Linked DNA regions of Sus scrofa: region 2 is linked to region 1. The links are chromatin contacts, called in public HiChIP or PLAC-seq maps. All regions are on one chromosome and are shown on one strand. Each heading gives the region's core, a stretch centred on a gene start, on an enhancer-like site or on the middle of the called end of the contact. The rest is flanking DNA. Distances are from core to core; before and after follow the strand shown.

Evidence for each region. HiChIP or PLAC-seq counts read pairs in DNA pulled down with a chosen protein or histone mark.
Region 2: an H3K27ac HiChIP or PLAC-seq map of alveolar macrophages shows a contact between it and region 1. The contact joins the promoter of CTNNB1 here to the enhancer-like site in region 1. A contact is called at or near these places in 5 of 47 Hi-C or Micro-C datasets (embryonic fibroblasts, fetal heart ventricle, fibroblasts and 2 more) and 2 of 2 datasets of contacts at active chromatin or transcription factors (alveolar macrophages and skeletal muscle).

What each region holds. Positions count from the first base shown.
Region 1 is chr13:25,115,007-25,120,325 of Sscrofa11.1, forward strand. No RefSeq gene overlaps it. Among named protein-coding and RNA genes, the nearest start is that of CTNNB1, 47 kb to the right of the region's middle. Within about 2 kb of position 3,410, at least 15 of the 83 cell types and tissues checked have an H3K27ac peak or open chromatin away from gene starts, as enhancers often do. A contact at or near this core is called in alveolar macrophages, where this site is marked.
Region 2 is chr13:25,162,003-25,167,312 of Sscrofa11.1, forward strand. It overlaps CTNNB1 (catenin beta 1), which reads left to right and starts at 2,293. Exons shown (of 16, transcript NM_214367.1): 1 at 2,293-2,440. It overlaps LOC106505576 (basic proline-rich protein-like), which reads right to left. Exons shown (of 4, transcript XM_021069211.1): 2 at 2,465-2,885; 3 at 1-72.

The DNA.
Region 1 (5,319 bases), core at 2,160-4,659:
TCACTCAACTCCCATCTTCCCTTCTCATCTGGAAGAAGTTTCCTCCTTTGGACCTTCTCTATCTCCATCTCCCGATACTCTTGGGCCTTACAGACTTAAAGAGGTCAGTCCTACCTTTAAATGCCTGATGGAGCGAGAGCAAGAGCCTGCCCAATCTTGTTCCTGCTATTGCTTCTGTGGCTGCCATATGGTGTCACGTTGAAAACTGGTCCTGCAGAGTTGGATGGATGCTCCTCCATTGGGATCAGAGCCACAGCGCCTGCCACGCAGGCTGCAGCCCAGCTTCATGGGTGCTGTTCTCACTCACAGCCATGTGACCATAGGATACAAACATGCCGTCTGCAGCTGTTACAACTATGCACAGAGATGTCGCTCTGCTCGTACAAGCCTTTGCACAGCCTGTGGTGCCCCAGCTCAGGCTCCAGTTCTTTGATCTGCATTCACACGCTCAGCAGATTCCATATGTAAAGTTGAAAGAACATCTAGCCCCAGCTCCTCTCCCCACCCCTCACTCTCCCCCACACCTCACACCCACGCACACCAGCCTCTAGGCCATGCTGGTGAGCCTGGATCCACAGCCTAGGCCTCCCCTCCTCCATAGTGAGCTCAGCTTTGCTCCCTGCAGTGTCCTCTGAACAAGGGGCCTCAGAATGACACAGTGCACCATGGAGGCCCTAACATCTCTGAACATTAGCAGCTAGGGGCACAATTACTAATGCCCCCTCTGTTCCCTAGTCACCCAGCTCCCACCTTCCCATCCCCTCCTCCCCAGAAGCCTATTAGAGACAGGATTGTACCTTCAAAATTCATATGTTGACAACCTAATCCCCAGGACCCCACCCTAGGACCTTTTTCGGAGATAGGGCCTTTAATGAAGGTAAACTAGAGGTCACATGGTGAGCCCTACCTTAGTATGACCAGCAGAGTCCTTAAAAGAAGAGGGCATTAGATCACAGACCTGCACAGAGGGAAGACCATGTGAGGACACAGGAAGAAGACGGCCACCTGCAGACAAGGAGAGAGGCCTCAGAAGAAAGTTACCCTGCTGACACCTTACTCTTGGACATATGGCCCCCAGAATTGTGAGAAAGTAAATTTCCGTAGTCTAGGCCACCCAGTTTGTGGGACTTTGTTATGGCCATCCCAGCAGATGGCTAGAAAGCCACTGGCAAACCTTCCCCCCTGCCAGCTCTGTCTCCCAAGGGGTACTGGGAAGAGGCATCTTTGTTCACACCCAGAGGGTGTCTGCTTTTGCCCTGGGATGACGTTGCCCCTCATCTGACATTTTTCATGATGAAGAGGAACCATTCTCTTGTTCAAGGTGCATCCTGCACTCCTCCCCCACCCCCAGCCAGAGAAGGGCCTGGAAGTGTCTTCCTCTATGACCTCTCATTACTCATGACCAAAATAACCAAGTTTTGCAGCGACCACCTCCAGCAACCCACTCCCCACCTCGGGGTCTAAGGGTTTTTGTCTTGTCTTGAGCCCTGAAGCAGTGCTGGTCCTCCTGATACTGGATACTGTAGTGTGGTAAGGACTCTACCTACTGCTCTATTTCACCTTCCAGAATTGGAGAAGGAGTCTGCAGAATGTTACTTAAAAAAAAAAAAAAAAAAAAAAAGAATTAGCTCCTGGAAAGAAGTCACTGCTCTCACACTCGGAAAAGAAAATGCATATTATCTCCCCCACGTGCAGAGCTACCTTGAACGCCTAAGGGACATCCCCCAGAGAGATCCGAAGCGACGCTGGACCCCAGAGATGGGAGTCACTGCTAATTTGGTTCCCTGGGTCACATAGAAATGGAAGGAGGTGGTGTAGGGAGAGGGAGCCTGGCGCTTTCTCTCTGTTCACAGGGCTGCGGTACACTTTACATTTCCCAAAGGCCATAATTATTTCCTGGAGAAGAAATTCAAATGACCCAGATAGTTAATTCAGTGAGATTGGCCCAAAAAGTATTTACCTAAAAGGCAGTTTTGTAGAAAAGAACATCACAACATAGTCAGGGTTTGCTCTCATCGCCTCAAAAATGCAGGTGCCAGATCCAAGGCTGAAGCCTAATGTCATTAGGGAGGGAGGAGGTTTGGGAGTTTGAGAGGCAGAGAGGGAGAAGGGAGAGAAAGGGTAAGGGAAGGAAAGGGGAGGTTCTCATGGCCTGGGAGGGGCTGTCCGTGAACCCCATAGATCCTAGGACCTCCCTCTGCATGGAACAAAGTGGAAACACAGGAGAAGCTTCTCTTTGGCAACTTCTGCCTCCTTTCCCACGTCCATCTTTGACCTCCTAGGACCCTCTTTCCTGCCTCCAAGGCTCCAGGTCCTCCAAAGCCCTATGACTGAGCCTCAATCCCACAGTGATCTCCTTCTCCTTCCCTAATAAAAATACTCTTTCTATTAGTATAGAGAGCTCAGCTCTGAGCCAAGAGGGAACTTGCTAGTGGCATGAATTCACCCAACAGCTACTGTGTGCCCAGCATCATGCTCAGGGCCCCTGGATGAGGAAAGCTAGACGTGAGCTAAGTTGTTAGTGGTCAAATAAAAAAAAAAATGGGACCAAAAGTGCTCTACAAAAACATTATGCTATTGGTGTAAGGGGTCCTGTTTGATGCCTGAGGCTGGATAAGCCTCCACAGCAAAACGGAAATAGTAATTCCTCTCATGCAAGGTATTTGCAAGGGCTAATTCACAAATGCAAGGATGTTTTCGTCCTTAGTTTGAAGGGATACATTTTAGGTAGGGCTGAAAATGTGGGGCAAAAAGACCAATGCGAGTAAGGAAGGGAGGCCAGAGACCATGGGGGCCCATCTGAGCACTTAGCGCAGTTAGTGCTGCTAGAGGACAGTCTGTGGGCTCAACCAGAATCCTTCTACAGCCTTCTCAGGGTTCTGAGGCTAAGACCAGTGTCTCCGCATTTGGTCTGCGCCTTCCCACACATTGGAGCATAACTAGCACAGCTCGGGGGTCAACAGGACCCCCGGGTCCCGTGTGTCAGTCTGGTCTTCCCAGTCAGAACATAAGCTCCTTGTCTCACACAGGGCATCTCTGTCTGCCCACAGACCTGGGCACAGAGCTGGTACAGAGCAGCCCCTCAATAAATATTTGCAGATTGTCTGCCGGGAATGGGGCCTGACTTAGGCCAACCGCGTCATAGACCTGCCACCTCTCAGCCTGAGGCTACCTCTCAGATCTTGATTCCACAGCTGGAATGGGACTTCTATCCACTGTGGATGAAAGAAGCTTCTCCTTGGTCTCTGAGGGGAGGAAGAGCCAAGACAGGTGTCTTCAGGGCCACATGGAGGCATGGCGAAGGGTCAGGTGACAGCTGACTTTTCTCTCTGGCAGGGGCATTGTCACCTGGGCTGTTTGCAGCAGGGCCTACAGGAGAAAGAGCGGAAGGGAGGGCAGGAAATCCCAGCAAAGCCCCACACACTGCAGTGACGTGGTGCCCGGGCCACGCCCGGCCACCCGGCGGCTCCAGTGGGGAAATAACTTCCTTTTGTGGTCTGACCTTGGCTGGCGGCCAGGGCTTCCACCAGAGCCTTGTGACGTGCACTTTGAAATGCATTGGGGGTGCGGAATGGCATGTCTAACCCATGTTTGATGCCCGGCAGCGTTTACATCTCTTTCCCACGCCCACGGATGCAGACAGGCCGTGGGTGGGAGCCGCGGTGTCCAGCCATCCTCATGCCTGACCGTGTGGCCCAACACACTTCCTTTGACCTTCAGCCTGACCTCTGTCAGGGTATGGCTCCCTTAGAGGGGGACGAGAGAAGGCAAAGGGAGTTATACCTGATCATTAGCTGCTGGACATGCGTTAGGTCGTCTTTAATCCTCGCAATGATTAGGTAAAGTGTTATGGCCCCCATTTTACAGATGGGAAAACTGAGACTCAGAGAGATTAAATCTTTGGCTCAGAGTAACACAGCCAGAACATGGTAGAGCAGGGACGCAACCCCAGCCTATCTCTAGTCTAGCAATGACTCTGCCCAGACACCTTGCCCCTTTCTTAGGAGGCTCATTCTTCCCAGAATCTTTTTCCATAAGGATAGAGGCAGTGGCAGCCCCTCTCCATATTGCTACTGCCTGCACCTGCCTGGCAGATGACCCTTGGTAACCAGAGTTTAAGAACCAAGATAAGCCAGGTCTGCCCACTCCAAGCTCAGGGTTTATTTCAAGGGCATTTGACTAAATCTGGATTGCTAACTCTCAAAGCATGTCTGTCAAAATGCAGAAATTACTGTGCTTATTCTTATCCCACTATTTTCTTGTTTTGCTGCTGTTTATTGATTAAAGCAGCTCCTGCCACATAGTCATAGAGACACACTTTGACTCCAGCACATTCTGTGAGTGGTCTCCAGGCAACCCAGACAAGAATGATGTGCAAGAAGTTCCCTTTGTGGCTCAGCAGGTTAAGAACCTGACTAGTATCTATGAGGGTTTGATTCCTGGCCTCACTCAGTGGGTTAAAGATCTGGCATTACCATGAGCTGTGGTGTAGGTCACAGACAGGGCTTGGATCCCACGTTGCTGTGGCTGTAGTGTAGGCTGGCAGCTGCAGCTCCAATTCGACTCCTAGCCTGAGAACTTCCATATGCTGCACGTCCAGCCCTAAAAAGAAAAAAAGAAAAAAAAGAGAGATGTGTCATGCTTTACATGGTGGTGATGGAACCCAGCATGGTCACAGGCACTGGGAGGAAACCACTGTAACCACACAGTCCCTGGGGTCAGTGTGGGGTCCCCCAGAGGCTTAGAATTGGAGGGAACATGGTTCATTGTGAGGCCACCCCAGAAACCTGCAGGCAAGTAGTAGGGGAAGTGGGACAAGGAAGGATAGACGATTCGGGGGGTGTTGGTGGGCAGGTCACCTCTGTGGGCACCTGGGGTGTTCTGGGAAACTGTGTTGACATGACTCAGAGTTGTGCCATCCAAAGGACAAGGAAGACGGAACATTTATCCACAGGAATTGGCTTAGTTCTGCTCCAAGGCCAAACACACTTGTGGTCAGAGTCCTCAGGCAGAGAGAGACACGCATGCCTTTGAGCAGAAACTGCAGCAGGTGTGGGAATGGTCAGCGCTGAGGGGATGTGACAGGGGCCCCCACAGTGGTGCTGTGCTGGACGCCAGGAGTTCAGGACAGACTTCTTGCCTTCTTTCCCCTCCTCCCTCTCATGGGTCTAGATTTCGAAGATGCTCCAGCAAGACTCTTGGCCACCTGGTCTCTCAGCACACACACCTTCTCAGGCATTTCAGGCCAGGAAAGGAGGAATCAGGTCACTTCCCAATTTGGGGGAAGCTGAAAGGATATAGATGAGGTACTTGGAGTTG
Region 2 (5,310 bases), core at 1,043-3,542, 46 kb after region 1:
TGGTTTACTATCTGTCTTCATTGCAGCGAAGCTATTCATTTCATATTTTTGGTGAGGCAATTGGAGCAAATTCTGGTTTTGGGGAGAAGCAAATAAAAATTCTGAGCAATCTGTTAAATTTAACTAATTTGTCTTAATTTAACTAGTCACCCAGTAATTCTTTAGTATATTTCAAATTTGAAGGGAAAAATAGCTTGCTGCACTATTGCAAATTTTTCATTTCCTTTATGAACATGTTTGCTTAAAGTATGACTAGAGACTTTAAATATTAATTATAAATTTAGATTGAGATATCTAAATTGAAAAAATGCTTCAATTATTTTGGCATCCAATAGAGAAATGTAAATATAGAAGAGTTTTTATCCTTTAGATGTTCTAATAGTACAAATATTTCTTAACCAGTTTTAACGGTGTGTCTTATTCAGCAAAACAAAAACAAAACTGAACATAGAAAAAGGAAACATCTATAAAAATTAATATTTATTAGTCATCTGATTTTAAATATATGACTTTAATCAAATCAAATATATATTCTTTAACTCTATATGAACATTAATATTGGGGATCAGTACCGGAAAAATGCCGTTTACACTTTTGAGTTCATATTCAAAACACTGCTTTGATGAAGTATCTTTTTCTGTTCAGTCTGTTCAAATTATGACCATTCGGTTTAACCATCCGCTACAGTTAATTCTACAGAATTACTAGCAAAGACACAAATGAGAAAGTCATTCTAGACAATGGATCTCACGGAACATCATCTTAGTGTGCAGACTTTTTCCACTGCAGGGGCCCATGCTATGGTGATAGATAACAGTTTAACATTACCTCGGTGTGTAGTAAAATATCTTTAAGATGGGGGAAAATTGAATTACTTCAGGAACATGTTGGCCCTGTTTAGCATTAGCTATGCCTAAAAACTATATAGCCTACTCCATGAGTGAATGAGTAAATAGGTTTCCTGTCTGTACCTATGCATAAAGACCTATTGTTTGCATGCATTAATTACAGGGATAAAAGCCTGAAGATAACTTTCACTGTTGCTTTTTGTATGCTCTTCATTGTTTTGAAGGAAAAATAAGCATACAATAGACTAGACAAAGTGAATGGATCATAATTTTTTCATCTTTGACAAATGCCAATCTTGCTGGATTACAATGGAGACATTTCGAAGGGAAACGAAGACCCAGCTTCAGCCTATTAGGACGAATTAGAAAATGTTTTTAAGAATAGAAAATTCGTTTTTAAAAATTAGAAGCTGCCTGATAGCTCCTTCCATAAACAACAACTTGGATTTCTCAACTAAGTAATATCTATACATGAACTTCCTCCGAGGAAAAATCCTCCCCCAACAAATTTATTGATACTTAGTAAAGTGGAACCAGATAAAATTGAAATCTGTAAGAATTAACCTAGTTGACAGGGCTCTAGAGCTAGTCCATTTCTATCAGTCATTTGTTCACAGTAGGGACTAAGGACTTGTTGAATTGCGGGCTAGGCGCCCGTTCTAACACGAGTTCAGTCTTTGGGATTGGGTTAACAGGAGGCTCGGCCCGGTACTTCACTTCCAGATTCAAGCCGGTAGGGATGCGGAATCTACGATTCAGACCGTGGAGGTAATGTGCGGCTCGGCTAGGAGCCAAGTCCTGCAGAGAGCTTGGGGCCCAGACCGCAAAGACGGCGAAAGCACGATCGCGCCGGGGTCCCTCGACTTGCATAGGGGCAGCAGCAGCGCCCGGCAGCGCCGGGAGCGGGCGGGCCCCGACCTCAGCACTGCGGTTGGCCCGGTCCCGAACTTCCGCCCTCCTGGGACCTGTGCCGCTCGGCCTCGTAGGGCCGGGGTCCGGGTGCCGCCTCCCACGGGCAGCAAGCGGCCAGTCCAGCGTCCGCTCTCTTGGCACTGGACGAGTGAGAGCCGGGGGGCTTCGGGATCCCGATAGTGGAGAATTTCGGGGTCGCCCTCCCCCAGCCCATCCCGGCCCGCGGGTGCCCTGGCCGCCCCATCTCGGCCGACAGCGCCTTGGCGGATCTGTCCTGCGGTCCCGCGCGGCCCGGCAGCCGCCGGCCTCTAACCCCCGGGAGCGCCCGAAGAGCTCGCAAGCGCCCCGCCCCAGCCCGAGGCGGGCGGCTCGGCGGAGCGGGGACTACTTTCCGCCGCCCGCCCGCGCCCCGCCCCTTGTCCTCGCGCGGCGGAACGCTCCGCGCTGCGCCGCTGGCGGCAGGATACAGCGGATTCTGCGCGACTTATAAGAGCTCCTTGTGCGGCGCCATTTTAAGCCTCTCGGTCTGTGGCAGCCGCGTTAACCCGGCTCCGGGAGCTGAGAGCGAGGGGAGGCGGAGACGGAGGAAGGTCCGAGGAGCAGCTCCGGTCTCCGCCGAGCCGCCACCGCAGGCCGAGGACGGTCGGACTCCCGCGGCGGGAGGAGCCTGTTCCCCTGAGGTGCTTGGGTGCTCCTTTCCTTACCCTTCCGGGGCTGCTCCCGCTCCTCTTCGGAGCCAAACTTCGTCGCGGGCGCGCGGTCCCGGCGGCGGCTGGAAGCCGGGCCCGGTGCAGCCCGGAGGGCCGGGGTGGGGAGCTGGGGGCTGACTGGGGGCGCCGGGGAGGCGGCGGGGGCGGGCCCGGCCCGAGGGGCGGAGGGCGGCGGCCGGGCCCGGGTTCCGGTCGCGCGGCTCTTTGGGGGCCCCGGGTTTGCCGCTTGCGGGGAGGGGGCGCCGCGAGGGCGCGTTCGGGAGCTCCGTTGTCTGGCGGGGGATAGTAGGGGGGTCTGTGGTTTCCGTCCCGGGCTCCGGCCGCGGCCGAGTTTGGGGGAGGGACCCTGCGCCTCTGGATGCGCCGGGGCCGGGGTGGGGGGCGGGGTGGGGACGGGGGACTCCGCCTTCCGGGCCTTCAAGGGGAGTTGGGGTACAGGCGCTGGGCCTGGGACCCGAGGTCCCATCTGCCATGAGGAGAGGACCAGTAGACTTTCTCTTCAGAGTCCCTCTTTCGTGCTTAAGGACGAATTAAGAGAATCGTTAGTATTATTTTAATGCTCTGCTGGTGTGTTTGGTTTTGGCTCCTGTTTAAATCGGAGCAACTTTAAACCGTAGAGGATCCAAACTATTATTGCAGACGGAGCGATGCTCCAGGAGGAGTTGCACAAATAAAATCCATATCTAGCACCTTTATTTTCTTGTACGGTGCAGGTGAGTGAAAGCAGTGTGCAAGGAAGGTCCTGGGAAAAATAAGGGCGAGGGCGACTGGCTTACTGTCTCTTACCAAGTGACCCGCCGGACTCAGCCTCTGACTGCTTCGAGAATTTTGTTCGTGGAAATTCTTTATTTAGATAATTTCATGCCAGCTAAACTTGATTTTGAGAGCACTTTCCAGCGAGATGAATTTTTCCCTCGCTACGAAATTGCCCGAAGGAAATTCAAGCGTTGCAACTTCGTTCCGTGTTTTGTCTGGGGCGAGGACTTGGAATGCAGTTTCGAAGTTCAGTTCTCAAAGCCCGCTACTGGATCCGCTAAACTTGAAAGCTTTGGCAGTTGGGTGTAGTTGATTCCTTCGTTTTCAGTTCCCTGTTGGAGGGAGCATTGTCTCCTACTTTGTATCTTCCAGACATCTGTGGTCTCCCCTCCCCCCCGAGTTTGTGAGTGGTGAATGAGGAGACTGGCCTGCTGGTATGCAGAGGTCCGCAAAAGGAAATCGAGGAGTGGTTTTAGTGAAACGAGAGCTTTGTGTCGTGAATAGTGGTGGCTTAGACTAGACAGCAACTTGAAGCGACGGCTAGCCTTTGATAAAGTCTGGACTGATGTTTTTCAGATCGCTGAGTTATAAAGTATTTTGTCTGGAACTTAGGAAGCCATTTCGTTATTGTCCCTTGGTGTGCATTCAGTACCTTCAGCTATCTTCACCTTAACTTGTCTTCAGAAATGTTGGACATAGCTTGAAATATTATTTACCATAATGCTACTGTTTAGTATCTGCTTAAATCAGTGACAAAAACATACTTTGGAGGGTTTTTTGTGGGTTTTTTTTTTTTTTTTTTTTTTTTTGTCTGAACTAAGGCGATGGCTGCATTTATTTTACTTTTACATTTAAACCCACAAAATCTCTGGGTTAAAAAAAAAAGTGCCATTAACGTTTGAGAATATCCTTGCACAAAATTTGATTAATTTGCACCCAATATTCATTACTTTGACCTAGTCTTTGTTCTAAAGGCCATGTACAAGGCCCTAAAGTGATTGCAACAGTAACTCGAAAAACTTGCAGAAGACTCTTCTATAGGATTAAAGGAATGCTGAGACTATTCAAGTCTAAGGTCCTTGAGGGGGAAATAAAAAAACTAAACTAGAAAGTTTAGTATAGCATGTAGCTTAGAGCCCTTGTGGAGTTCTAGGCTTAGATTTTTCCATAGGCTAGAATAATCATTTAAGATAGCTTTCAGGAAAAACCAATTTTTAAAAATAAAGTGGCAAAAAAAAGGACAAAAAAGAAACATTTAGCAGTGTTCAAGTGTCAATAGGTATTCAAGAGTTTTCTTTTGAAACGTTATCCGACTACTTCCTCTACCAAGATAATTATGTAGAAAAGTATGGATCCCAGTATTAAAACATAAGCTGAATTGAACTTCCTACTGTTGCCAGTGATGACTGGAATAAAAATTATCCATGTAAGTGAAGTAGTGTATTTTTGTTTTCATAGATACTTCCCTCCTCCACCCCCCCCCATAGGAAGGAAAACATGAATTAGGCATATTTCTCTAAGGGTATTTTGAGATTTGGTCTTTCAGGAAAACTATCTGCAAATACTGTTTTTTTTTATTGGGAGGGGTGAAAAGAGGAGCAGAAGTATTATTAAAACTGGGGATGTGGAGAATTCAAAAGTTTGATTCTCTGTCATTAAAAGTAGCAGTGAGATTAAAACCCTAGATATGGACTATATAAGTATCTTCAGCCAGTGAAACTTGTGTTATTGAAATAATACATCTATCCAGTTACAATAGGATTTTGTTTCTCTCTTCATGATTTACTAGTTACTGATAATAATTGTAGAGGAGTAGGTGGTAAATTTTAAGTTTGTACTTTGAGCTAGGGTGGAAGCATGCTTGATTGCCAACCCAGGACAAAAAAGGATGAATGCATTTAGAGCAGGGCACCTTCTAATAAAAAGTATTGGCAACTCTTTAGTGCTCCAAATTATTGACTTGTGTGACAGTGGTTGTGAAAACATTAATTGGTTAACTTAGTTGTATTCTTTTAAAAAAAGTTATTGAGAAAACTTAGTCGTATGCTCATAGCCTGCTTTTTTACTGGAAATATGGTATCTTT